Regions from separate parts of the Sus scrofa genome. Here region 1 is linked to region 2. A link is a contact called in public HiChIP or PLAC-seq data. All regions are on one chromosome and are shown on one strand. The core of a region is the stretch at or near the end of the contact, and the rest is flanking DNA. Distances in the headings are between cores, read along the strand shown. Region 1 overlaps AUTS2 (AUTS2, activator of transcription and developmental regulator). Region 2 overlaps AUTS2 (AUTS2, activator of transcription and developmental regulator).

The links. HiChIP or PLAC-seq counts read pairs in DNA pulled down with a chosen protein or histone mark.
Region 1: a contact with region 2 is called in an H3K27ac HiChIP or PLAC-seq map of skeletal muscle. The contact joins two enhancer-like sites. A contact is called at or near these places in 3 of 47 Hi-C or Micro-C datasets (embryonic fibroblasts, liver and skeletal muscle) and 1 of 2 datasets of contacts at active chromatin or transcription factors (skeletal muscle).

The regions. Positions count from the first base shown.
Region 1 is chr3:14,703,702-14,709,852 of Sscrofa11.1, reverse strand. AUTS2 (AUTS2, activator of transcription and developmental regulator) reads right to left here. Exons shown (of 20, transcript NM_001246269.1): 6 at 4,016-4,067. Among named protein-coding and RNA genes, the nearest start is that of GALNT17, 320 kb to the left of the region's middle. Within about 2 kb of position 3,657, at least 5 of the 83 cell types and tissues checked have an H3K27ac peak or open chromatin away from gene starts, as enhancers often do. A contact at or near this core is called in skeletal muscle, where this site is marked.
Region 2 is chr3:14,556,598-14,562,474 of Sscrofa11.1, reverse strand. The region is part of intron 5 of AUTS2 (AUTS2, activator of transcription and developmental regulator); the gene reads right to left. Among named protein-coding and RNA genes, the nearest start is that of GALNT17, 470 kb to the left of the region's middle. Within about 2 kb of position 4,169, at least 7 of the 83 cell types and tissues checked have an H3K27ac peak or open chromatin away from gene starts, as enhancers often do. A contact at or near this core is called in skeletal muscle, where this site is marked.

The sequences.
Region 1 (6,151 bases), core at 2,408-4,907, 150 kb before region 2:
CCCCTTGATGTCTACATCTCAGGAGACAGTGGGTACCCAGAGCAGGAGGAAGCACAAGTCAGGCGCCTCATCCCTACTGAGATCATTCCCCATCCCAGCATCTGAGCGATGCCCACTCTGCCCAGGAGGGCCCGACGCTACCATGAGACAAAGGTGAGGAAAGCAATGGGATGAAATACACCTCCTGGCCACCTCTCACCTGGCATGTGCCTTGGCTGCAGGACAGACCCTGGCAAAGAGGCAATTCAGGGCCTTTTCTCTACCTCTCACCTAGGCCATGGACCAGGGTGAGCACCAGCTCAACAGAGGGCCCCAGAGACCCCTGAGTACTGTTCTCCTTCCTTCCTTCCCTTCCTCCTCAGCTAGCTCTGCCCTGGGGCACCTTAAGAGTTAAAGAAAGACCAACTGTCATGGCAGGATGGTCATAGGCACCACATACTCATTTTCTGCATTTCTGCCCATCTATTAAAGGGCCCGGCCCCGGGGCCGGCCCCAGAAAAGCAGGACCAAGAGCAGATAAAAAAGCATCATAAATAATGGCTGGACAGACTGATTCGACAAGTTAGTTCCTTTTAAGGATAAACAGTCCACAATGGGGGTACACATCCTGCTGCCCCTAGAGTGGTTCAACCAACTAAATACGGACAAGAAATTTGTCAGTCTCTCTCTCTCTCTCTGTGTGTCTCTGTCTCCCTGGGAAAATTAATTTTTTCTTTGGCAGATGGTTGAGTCACAAAGACAGAAGGATTCATAAAATTCACATGAACATCCTGTAAACATTTAAACACATAAAGATTAAATAAGGCAACCATGACCTTGATTAAAGTTAAACTACTTTTTTATGTCTCCAACCCTAAGCCCCGTAATTTAGAGGTTCATCACCCCACCTCTTTTGACAAGCTCAATGCTCAACGGGCACAGTGCGTACACAGAACATGCCGGCACGCACCATTTGATTCATTTGTTCCAAAACGAGAAATAAAAGGCATCAGACGGAAGCAACGATTCAAAACACCTAAACACCAAACTCCCTGGTCCCTGTTAAATAGACAGACTCCCCAACAGAGAGGGTCAAAATAAATTCAAGTAGGCTGAAGGAATCTAAAACATACTTACTGTACCTACTCTTCTGCTCCCCCCCACCTAATTAGTTTATCCCCCCCCTCCCCAGAGAGACACTTCCACCCAGGACCTAAAGTGGCAAGATGACTGCCTCCAGCTCCCCAACAGACTGATGGGACTTGAGCCACGGCCCCTGCGGCTTCAGCCAGAGCTGTAGCCCCAGACCACCCGGCCCACCATCAAAGCTGCAGGGGGGGGGGCTCCCCCACCAATCAGCTTGTGAGATTAGCACTGCCCTCCCACAGTGAAATTTTATGGACCAAATCTGCCTGCCCCCCGGGCTCCACGGCATAATCTCGCGAGCAGCTTAAAGCCACGCTTCTGGAAGGCCAGAGCACAGCAGGGCTCCGGAGAGGGAGAGGTGGTCTGTGGCTCTAAACATCTGGAGGTGGAGGAAGAGCTGCGTCCAGTTTCCCTGCACTCTTGTCAGACGGTTCAATAAGTTGAGGCTTTGAAGATTTTCCCAGTGGTGTTTGTTACCTGGTGTCAATTTGCCCTTTCTTAACATTGCTTTTTATTGCTCTTGGCTACGAATACCGGCCCGGAGTCGGGAGACCTGACTTGCAGGCAGGCAGGCCACTTTGCAGGAGACCTTGAACTTGATGTGCACGAAGCTGACAGTTCCTTGAAGGCCTTGTCAGCCATCCATCCAGTAAACACGGCCACTACCCCGCGTCCAAAGAGACCCAAACCCACGAGCACCTAGCCAGACCCTCTGCACCTGTCCTGAAGCAATTATTGACATTATCACCAGACAATGACTCTCTTTTTGAACTTGTTTTCCTGATATTTAGCAGCCCGAATACTAATCCCCTTAACAAAACTGTCCCCAGGCTGCCCCCCTCCCGCTAATCTCTTCTCTCCAGGGAGGAGGGCTGGTGCTGGATACCAGTCCGTCTACTTTGCAGCACCTGGATTTGCATTGATTCCGGCTCTTGTCATTCATGTTACCAACAGGAATTAGCATAAGGCATTAAGGGGAAACTCTGGAGAAGAAAAGAAAGGCCATTTTGATGGAAATAAGGGGCAAAGGAATAATCTGCCATCAACTAAAATGCTTATTTGTGTATGGTTTCCCAAGCAAAGCTTAGAAAAAGCCTGTGTTGATTTTAGTGTACACAAAGAAACCTTAATCCTTTCAAGGCAACTAAATCACCCCCAGAAAAGCAGCTCAGAAGAAAGGCACCCTGTCAGAAGGATGACTATTCACAACCAAATAGATGCCACAAATCACACGCGGTAAGTAAACAAAAATAAGAATGTGGGAGACGTTTGATTGGAAAAGGGAGAGGGGAGGGGGGAGCGGAGGAAGAAGCTGGAGGAGGAGGAGGAGGAGGCTCGTCATCAATCTCTCCTCCTCTGCCCCAAGGGAGCCTTTCGCCCCAGAGGGCAGCAGGGCCTGGATGCAGGTCCCAGAGCCAGCTCTCCAGTCGGGGCTGGGCCTAGTGTGGGGAAATGCATTCCGAAGCTTTACACTGCAGGCTAGCAAAGGAAAGGCAGAGCCATGCGGGGGCTGGGGGTCCTGGGCAGGGGGCGGGGGCAGGAACGTCTGGACTCCTGGGGACCTGTCTGCCCAGGCTCCTCCTCAGTCTGCAGGGTGCACGACTGTCTACCCACCCTCCCCCTTTGTCAAAAGGAGCAATCAACAATCACGCATTTGCCATAGGAGCCCTGTACGCTATGAACTGCCACCTATCTTCTTTTATTGGGCTTTTAGCGTTATGGACAACAAATTTACATAAACTTTCAGTCCATCAAAATATATGATGAAGTATAAAACCGGAATACTCCATTATGCAGTAAAAAAGATAAAATTCAATATGACAATAATTCTGGGAGTAACAGCGATCACATAAGCATGTACACCTCAAGGGAACGCTAAACATAATGTACTCTTTGAAATTGCAGTTGGTTCAAATTCTAAAATAATCTGGGAGCTCAAAATAACTGCACTTGGAACTGTGTCCCACTAACCAGTTCGCAAAAATGCTAGCCAAGGCAGCTAGGGAAGGCCGAGGTGGTTTCAAGTTTCCCTTCGTGAAGGCCCAACCCCGTTCCAGCTCCCAAGCATCTTTCATGTGACACAGACAGAGACCACGACAGACAGCACACGTTTCTGTATTTAGCAGTTATCATGCAAGCACCTACATCAGGGCCCACAGCAGCGAGGAAGAGAGCAAACGGTTGGTACAATTTATACCTTCCAAATTATACTCCTTTGCAAGCCCCTGATTAGAAGCTCCCTTAAATTTCCTTACTTCCAACAATACTGCTACAAATGAAAACTGCCCAGAAACCTATTGGCAGTGATTTAAGACAAGTTTTCGTTTAATGTACTGCTATATCATTAGCCTCTCTTACTCTATATTGCAGTTTGGAAGAAATTAATGGGATAGCACGTACTTAAATTTTGCCCTTGCTCGTGTATTAACTTTACAGAAAGCCCACAGCAGAGTGAGGCTTGGTTTATGACCATAATACGGTGAATGCTACACATGCTCTGGTTATTAGCGTCTGCGGGCCAAATCAGCTATTTATAGTTCTCCAACTGCTGAGTTGTGGATACGTAACAATAAAGTTAAGACATGTTGCCAACTCTTCTCCTCCATTACAGCTTCTTCCGTTAAATGAAAGTCACACAGACAGCAGTAATTTCTTAGTCAAAACCATTCTAAAAAGGATTCAAGGTATTCTTCTAAAATAACCTTTTTTGTTTTGTTTTTTTGACCCATCACAAAAGCACACAGGTTCTGTCTCAAGCAAACATACGACTTATAAACAGTAGCTCCAGAAGGAAAATGGAATGACCACTGGCTTTTATGGGTTCGTCGTAGGCCAGGACGAGGACACACATTTTACAGAGAAGCTATGGCTCCGATTTAAGGAGTCTTACCTTTGTTTACAATAACAGTATTGAAGAGTTTTTCAGAGCTGGCATCTGAGGCCTGAAACACAAGAAGGGGAGGAAGCATTATTATTGGCTTAATATTATCGTCACCACCATCATGTCTATGATTTTAGGTCAATGTACTACATTTTAGAAAAGCCTGAAAAAGAAAGCAGCAATTTCCCCCTATCTTCCATAAGGTGGTGCTAGTTGACTGCAGGAGCCAGACCTGCAGTGCAGTTATCCGCTGAGAGGAAAAAAACCTGATTGTAAAAAAAAAAAAAAAAAAAAAGTGTCCTTATTAGACGTATTATCTGTGCAAAACATATTTCTATGAGATGATACGCAAAGCAATTCAGCTTATTCACATAATGATTTGTCAATTTCATTGACGTATCATTATTTTGGAAATGGTACTTTTTTCATGATATTTGCAGACATGCCTATTTTCAATCTTCTTTCACAAACCAGAAATGCCTATTATTTAATGCTAAGCTTTTCCTCATTAAAAAGTGTCAACCAGTATGTCCTGAAATTCACTTTTAAAGATTCCTCTGATGACCCCGGGATCCCTGTTCCCTGTAGCAACCAGGACGACCTTGGTGTTGATGTTGAAATGGAAACAAGCCGACCTGCCCAACAGCCCCACACTATACGCGCCATCAGCATTATTTCCTTTCCATTTTCCAGAAATCACGTCTGCTAATTATTACAGTGGCTTGAGGAAAGTGAAATCAGCCTGTTTAAGCATCAGGAGTAAAGCCAGTTTAAATTACACACTCAGGTTCTGGAAAACCAACATGACGTCGGTTGGGAGGAAAATATTTGAGAGGCACTAAATACTTCTAGAACTTGAGGAATTAAAAAAATTTACTTAAAAATTCAGCATCTCCATGACATAGTCATTTGATGATGTATCCGCATTTATAGTTATAACGGAAGTTACATTTACACTATTTTTGCTATCCAACCCTTTTTAAGAAATCACTGATTTTTACTTTATACAGAGATGCATGTTTCGACAAAGCAGCACAGAGTGTTGAATAAATCCAGGAGAAATCTAAGAAATAGGGGGAGGGGAGGAGTCTGCACTACAACATATTCTGACCCTGGAGCTGGCTTTTGGGGACAAAGGAGATATTCAATTTAGTCTTTTCGTGTTATGGTGACAAAGAGGAGATATTCCTGTGTGTTATCCGGGGAACAAGTTCCAGTTCTCACTGCAGGTGACACAGAACGACATACAATACTGTCATTACCACTATGTCCCCTTTATTTCAAGTCTCATCTTCCTACTGTAAGGGTGGTTCCCACGACTAATACATAGATCAAGAAAAAATGAATGTATGTGCAAAACAAGTGTTGAACTGTATACATTTATACATAAGCAGTTTAAAATAAAAGAAAATAAATCCTAGATAGATGTTTCCTTTTGTTTTGCATGAATATAAAATACGCTGAGGGCCTTCATGACATTTTAAACCTGATGATATAAATTGTATATGGTAGTATGTTTTCATAAAAACAAATGGCCAAAAAAACTGTTGCATGGAAGGGGGAAACAAGACATGCCTTAAAGACATCGAGAATATGTAGGTGTGAAAGCAAAAATTATAGGAATAGCGTTGCTGTATTGTAATGTTATAGTGAGATTTCTAGGAACACGAGTTTCCCAGCTGAAAACTTGGAGATAAGAGCAGTTCACTGTTCTTCAGTGAAAAAGTGTCCTTTTTCAAATTGTTCACATTGGAATGGCGACGTTACAGTCACAGCTTAAATGGCAGTGGATTATTTTTTTAAGGAAAAAGGCTGTTAGTTAAATCATTCTACACCAAACTGAAATAACTCTTGCAGATTTGGGAACTACCTATTAAAATGAGTCTAACTGGCCCAAAGAAATGTGGAAACAAAGCACTGTACCCACAATACAGAAAGCACGGGGAAGCAGAGGAAAAGGTTCCCCATCCAGCTTTTATTTGCACTTGGGGTGTGTGTGTGTGAGAAAGAGAGAGAGATGAAATAGGACAGAAGCTGGCTAGGAAGAGGCCCTTTGGCTGTCTTGCACGCCCCTACACAACCTCCTTGGTTGGGGCTGCCACCCTTGTCAGTTCTTTGGCCTCCACACCATATTCTCAAGTAGCC
Region 2 (5,877 bases), core at 2,920-5,419:
TCACAGAGCTCTAAATGTAAGAGCTAAAATGATAAAACTTTTTTGGAGAAAATATACAGGAAAGGCTCTTTGACCTTGTGTTAGGTAAAGAGTTCTTAGAAAGAACCACGAAAGTATAATCTATAAAAGAAAATAATGGATAAATAGGACTCCATCAACATTAAAAACTCTGCACTTCAAAAAACACCACTCTGAATGTAAAAACTCAAGCCATTGACTGGGAGAAAATATTTGCAAATCAGATATTGGATGAATGGAGTTCTGGTCGTGGCTCAGCAGAAATGAATCTAACTAGCATCCATGAAGACACAGGCTCAATCCCTGGCCTCACTCCACGGGTTAAAGATATGGAGGTGCCGTGAGCTGTGGTGTAGGTTGCAGATGTGGCATGGATCCCAAGTTGCTGTGCCTGTGCTGCAATTTGACTCTCTAGCCTGGGAACCTCCATATGCTGCAGGTTCGGCCCTAAAAAGACAAAAAAAAAAAAAAAAAAAATGTTGGATGAAGGATTTACAAGAAGGACCTATACAGAACTCTTAAAAGTCAATTATAAGATGACAAACAACCCAATTTGAAAAATGAGCAAAAGATTTGAATACTGTTTCATCAAAGAAGACATACAAATGGCTAATAACACATGAAAAGATGCTCATCATCATTGTCATTAGGGAAATGCAAGTTAAAACCACAATGAGAGACACTTTACATCCACAAAGATGCCTATACTCATCAAGGCAGGCAATAACAAATGTTGGTCAGTGTGGAGAAATCAGAACCCTCAAACATTACTGGGGAACTTCAAATGGTGCAGCCACTTTGGAAAAACAGTTTGGTATTATCCTAAAAAAAAATTTAAACAGAAATTTAGTATATGACACAGCCAATTCATTCCAACATATTGAGCAGAAGAAATGAAAACAAATAACCACTCAAAGAGCTGTATGGGAATGTTACAGCAGTATTACTACCAATACTCGAAAAGCAGAAACAAATGTTCATTAATTGGTGAATGGGTAAATAAAATATGGTATATCCATTCAGTGGACTACTATTCAGCAATAAAGGGGAATAAGCTATTACCACATGCTACAACATTGATGAAGCTCAAAACATCATGCTAGTGTAAGAAGCCAGATGAAAAAGATTATAACTTGTATGATTCCATTTGTACAAAAGGTTCAGAAAGAGCAACGCTATAGAGACAGAAAGTAGATTAGTAGTTAGCTTGGAATGAGGGTGTTGACAGGGACTGACTGCAGATGGGCACAAGGGATTTTACTGGTGTGATGAACATGTTCTAAAACTGAATCATGGTTACACAACCCCATATATTACGGAAAATAGCTGTACATTTTGTATGGGTGAATTTCCGGCATACAAATTACATTCCAACAAAGCCGTTAAAATGAGCTGATGAATAATATGTATAGTCTAATCTCATCTGAAAAGAAACCAAACCCGAAAACACCAAAGCAAAAGAGAAATAGGACATGGAACTTTCTCAACTACCGTCACCGTGGTTTGCATGAGATCTTTAGTCCTTACTCATCCTACTCATAGAAACAGAGAGCAGAAAAGTGGTTGCCAGGGGTTGTGTGGGGAGGGGGGTTGACGGTAATAGTCGGGTTTGTTAACCACTGAGCCATGATGGGAACTCCAGTGTTGACATTTTAAAAATTAACTCTGATCCATACTAAATTTTGATGTTAGTTGATATCCCAAGAAGATAACATTCATTCATTGCTCTGGCATGGGGACAAAGACGACTGCCAAAGGTACTTGATATCCCTATTTGTTTGTAACTTTTTTTTTTTTTTTTTGCTTTTTAGGGATTTTAAACTTTTTCTTATGGAAAATTTCAGACATATATAACAGTGGATAGACAGAATGGTCTAGTAAATTTCCATGTCACCGTTTCCACAAATAGCAACTCATGGCCAATCTTGTTTCATCTCTACTTCTGCCCACTTTCCCCACACCTTGTACTAAGGCTTAAAAGAGCTGAGCTGCCTATTAAGCTGAGCTGCAAAAATGGAAACACCAATAGCTCTGAGCTCTTGAGATGCCTGGGTGAGGAGCCAGAGGCCAGTCCTCTGGGGATGACCCTCTAGGCATAAGATACTATCTCTTTCCAGAAGAAAAGGCTTGGCTGAGACGGAAAGAGCCTGGGAGGTCAAGAAAGACTCTGTCGTCCACCCTGGGACTGTGCCTGCTCAAATGCGAATGGACAGATTTCTAGGCATAATCTGCTCATCACCAGTAGGTGAAGGAGGCTGACCTTCCCAGGGCACATGTAGAGCGCTCGGATGAAGTAATTTGCCACGTGGTCTCCTCGTGCCTTGGAGGAACTAATCACCTCACGGAGATGGGTGGCTTGTGCCTCAGGCAGGTCATTCCTCTCAAACACGCAGCAGCGAACTTGAACAACCTGGGAACTTCCTCCAAAGAGGAGTCAGCAAACCCTGGCGGGTCCTCTGTCCTCGAGGCATGTCCCCGCCCCCAGCCCTAGGAATCTCTGCACCCAAAGGCAAGACCAGGGCACGCTGGCTTGGGGACTAACCCTCACATTGCCACCTTTTGACTCCCGGCCGGGTCCGGGTGCACACCCAGCTCTCTGCTTTTGGAGAGAAGAGTCTGGTCACCAAGCACACATGCCTCGGATGCCTTGGATGGCGTTCGGCCCCTTCAGGATAGGGCATGTCTGGAGACGAGCTTCAGAACTCAGCACTCGATAAATAAGCCGTCTTTATTTGAGGGTGAAAACTGTTCCGAGCGAGCAGCTGTACAGAGCCTGCTAGCACATCCTGAAGCCATTCAGATCTCCAGGGAGAGCTGCTGAGGCTCGAACTCGGATGGCTTCATCACGCTCACACCGCGCTTCTGAAATGAAAGTCTTACTGGTGGGCAAAGAGGAAAGCTGCTCTCGTCACCATCATTAACATGGTTAAAATCCAAAGCGCAGCCCTGGCTTCCTGTGGGATCTGGAGAAAGATATTCAGCTTTCCTGGTTCCAACCCTTCCAGTTATGCCGCCACTGGGTCCGAGGCCTTCGTTAAGGCCAGGAAAGCAAGGTGAGATTTGGCGGTGTTTATTCCTGATGTCCGTGGCTCGTCACAAGGCCTTCCTCACGTCCAGGCCATCGTCTCCCACTCCGACTGCTTGGCATAAACCAAGATCTCTACCTATTCTCAGCAACAAACAGATCTGTCAGCCTTTTTGCTCCTTGTATTTTGGCAGCAAGCCTCCTTTAGGTAGTTATTAACTTTTAAATATGAAATCCAGGCACCAAATCATGAAGCAGAAAAGACATACATAATTTGGGTTAATTAAAATGCCTCCAAGTGAACAGGTGACAGATGTCAAGCCTCCTGGCACCCGGAAGAAAGGCAGTGCAACAGACTATTAGGATTCCTGTGTTAATCAGGTAATAGTAACTTGGGTAATTAGCAAATCACACCAAATCTTGTTTAGGTCCCAAATCTCATTTAGAGCCTTTTGGAGAAACTGTTTAAATACAAAGGACACACTCTCCTACTGACAGACGATGCCTGCTTACTGGGGCAGATATCCCAGCTTCCCTGCCTCTATTAAATCCATTTTAATTATGAAGTCTCAAGGTCTAATTCACCAAGGACTGGAAGACAGAGTACTTGTCCCTTTGCTCTTGCTAAGGAGTCAAGGAGCCCTGAATTCTGGAATTCCAGTAGATTTCACAAAGTCAACAAGTACGAGAAAAACGGTGATGCTCTTTGCCACGGATCGACCAAGGCACTCACTCCATACCTGTTAGAAAAACATTGACCTTTGCCTATTTCTAATTCACACGTAAGGAGCTGGACAATTAACACCCCATCCGAAGGAGGAAGCCTTTGGCTCCTGGGCCAGGGAGCAGTCCAAAGAACGAGCACAGCGGGGCTCTCAGTGAACCCGGTTAATTAGCGGTAGGCATGCTCAGAGTTGTGCTTCTGCATCCCCTTCTCCGTAAGCTTATTATTTTAAACCATTTTTACAGAGCTCTTTACAGCACTCCTCCTCTCCTCCGATCTAAAAGTACATCTGAAACATGACTGAATTCCACTCCTGTCATCCGGCTTAGAATAGCTCAGCCTGGGCTTGTTCCTACAAGATAGTTGGTTTAAGCCTCAGGACTGCTGGCTGTCACTTGTCCGTGTTCCTTTTCAGCTGGAGAGTGTCAGGGAATAGGTCCGTGGCAGGGCCTCAGTAGTCAGTTACGTTGCCTACTTCGTGCTCGGAACTGCATCTATTTTTTTTCCCTTTCCTTCTATTTATATTCTCTTACCTAATCGCCCGGCCAGCATTCTGGAGCGGGGAGAGGTCAGGGAGTTGATGTCATTGTTGATATAAAGACGGAGAGGACAGGAACCTGAAGTCGTTTGGGTACCAGAGCTTGGCCACTTAGTATAGTTGGGGGACCTGTGTCAAGTCTCATCTACCCTTTGAGCCCCATGCGTGACATGGGAGCAAAAACATGTCCCTCAACTGTGCAGGGTGGTGTGGGAACGAAAGAGGAGGACAAGCAGCAGGGGGTTCTATTCACCAGAAAGCATCACACAAGGAGTTTACCCCAAAGGCCTTCTGAGAAGCCATGCAGCCAGCCAGCCAGGGCCAGTGCCCAGAAATGGGGCACCTCCCCTCCCATTCTCAGAGGGTCACTGCCTGCCCGGCTCGCTGGCTCCTACACTGCATGGCAGGAAATGGGCAGATGCCCTCAGGGGCCTTGTGTGATGTCTGCTGTTAAAAGATGGGCTGCAGGGAGGGCAGACGAGTGGAGGGAAAGATCTACGGACAAGGAGTTCTTCTAATTTTTAATTTTTTTAAATGGCCACACAGGAGGCATATGTAAGTTCCCAGGCCAGGGATTGAACCCACGCCATAGCTGCTGTAATGCTGGATCCTTTAACACACTGCACTGGACCGGGGATCGAACCAGCGCTGCCACAAGACAAGCTGGATCATTAACCCACTGTGCCACAGCGGAAACTCCTGGGCAAGGAGTTTAGACACTGGGGTTCTAGGTACAGCTCTGCCGGTAACCTACATCTTAACCAGTGACTTGGCAAATAAAACAAACTACTAGGCTGAGAGCTGGTGAACTGTTAGGGAGGAAAATGGTTGAAACCAACATGGGTTCTGAAGAATCAGTCATCAGAACGAGACTTTTTCAACAGGTATGAGAGTGATGAACCTGAACGTCATGTAGAAAGGACAGATCTGTATTCAGAAAGATAGAAATGAGCTGCCCCGCGCAGTTCGAACGGTCAGGATGGAGAGATGTGGTTGGGACAAAAATGCAATTGGGTGAATCCGTAAAGGTTTGACGTGCCCACGGGGAGAGGATGAAGGTCCCCAACAGGAATGTCTTCGCCCTCTCGGGTTCCACAGTTGTATTAGCCACAGATGCAGATCGGGGGTGTGATCAGATGACAAGCTGCTGCAGACACAGGCTTCTGCCCCCTTTCACACCGTGTATGCACGTCCTCCTGCCGCATCATTAATCCTGAGCTCTTCCCTCGGCCAGTTCCTACTCACGAATACTCCGTGTTCCAGAAAGCCCTAATCTTTCAGCACCTTTCCTCCATGTGTCTATACAGCCCTTCTCCTGTACTGTCTGTGCCAATAAACTCTTTAAGGGAAGTGACTGTGCCCCCGTCATGGTCCCCCTGGACCCCCTGGCTGAGCACAATGCCTCTTCCGCTCTTTGAGCCCCATGTGTGAAATGGAAGCGAAAGCATGTTCCCCGGACTGTGCAGGGTGCTGCGAGAAAGGAAGGGGAGGACAAAAGGCAGGGGTTTTGTTCGCCAGAAAGCATCACACAAGTGGTTTACTCTGAAGACCTTCTGAGGAGCTAGAAGCCAT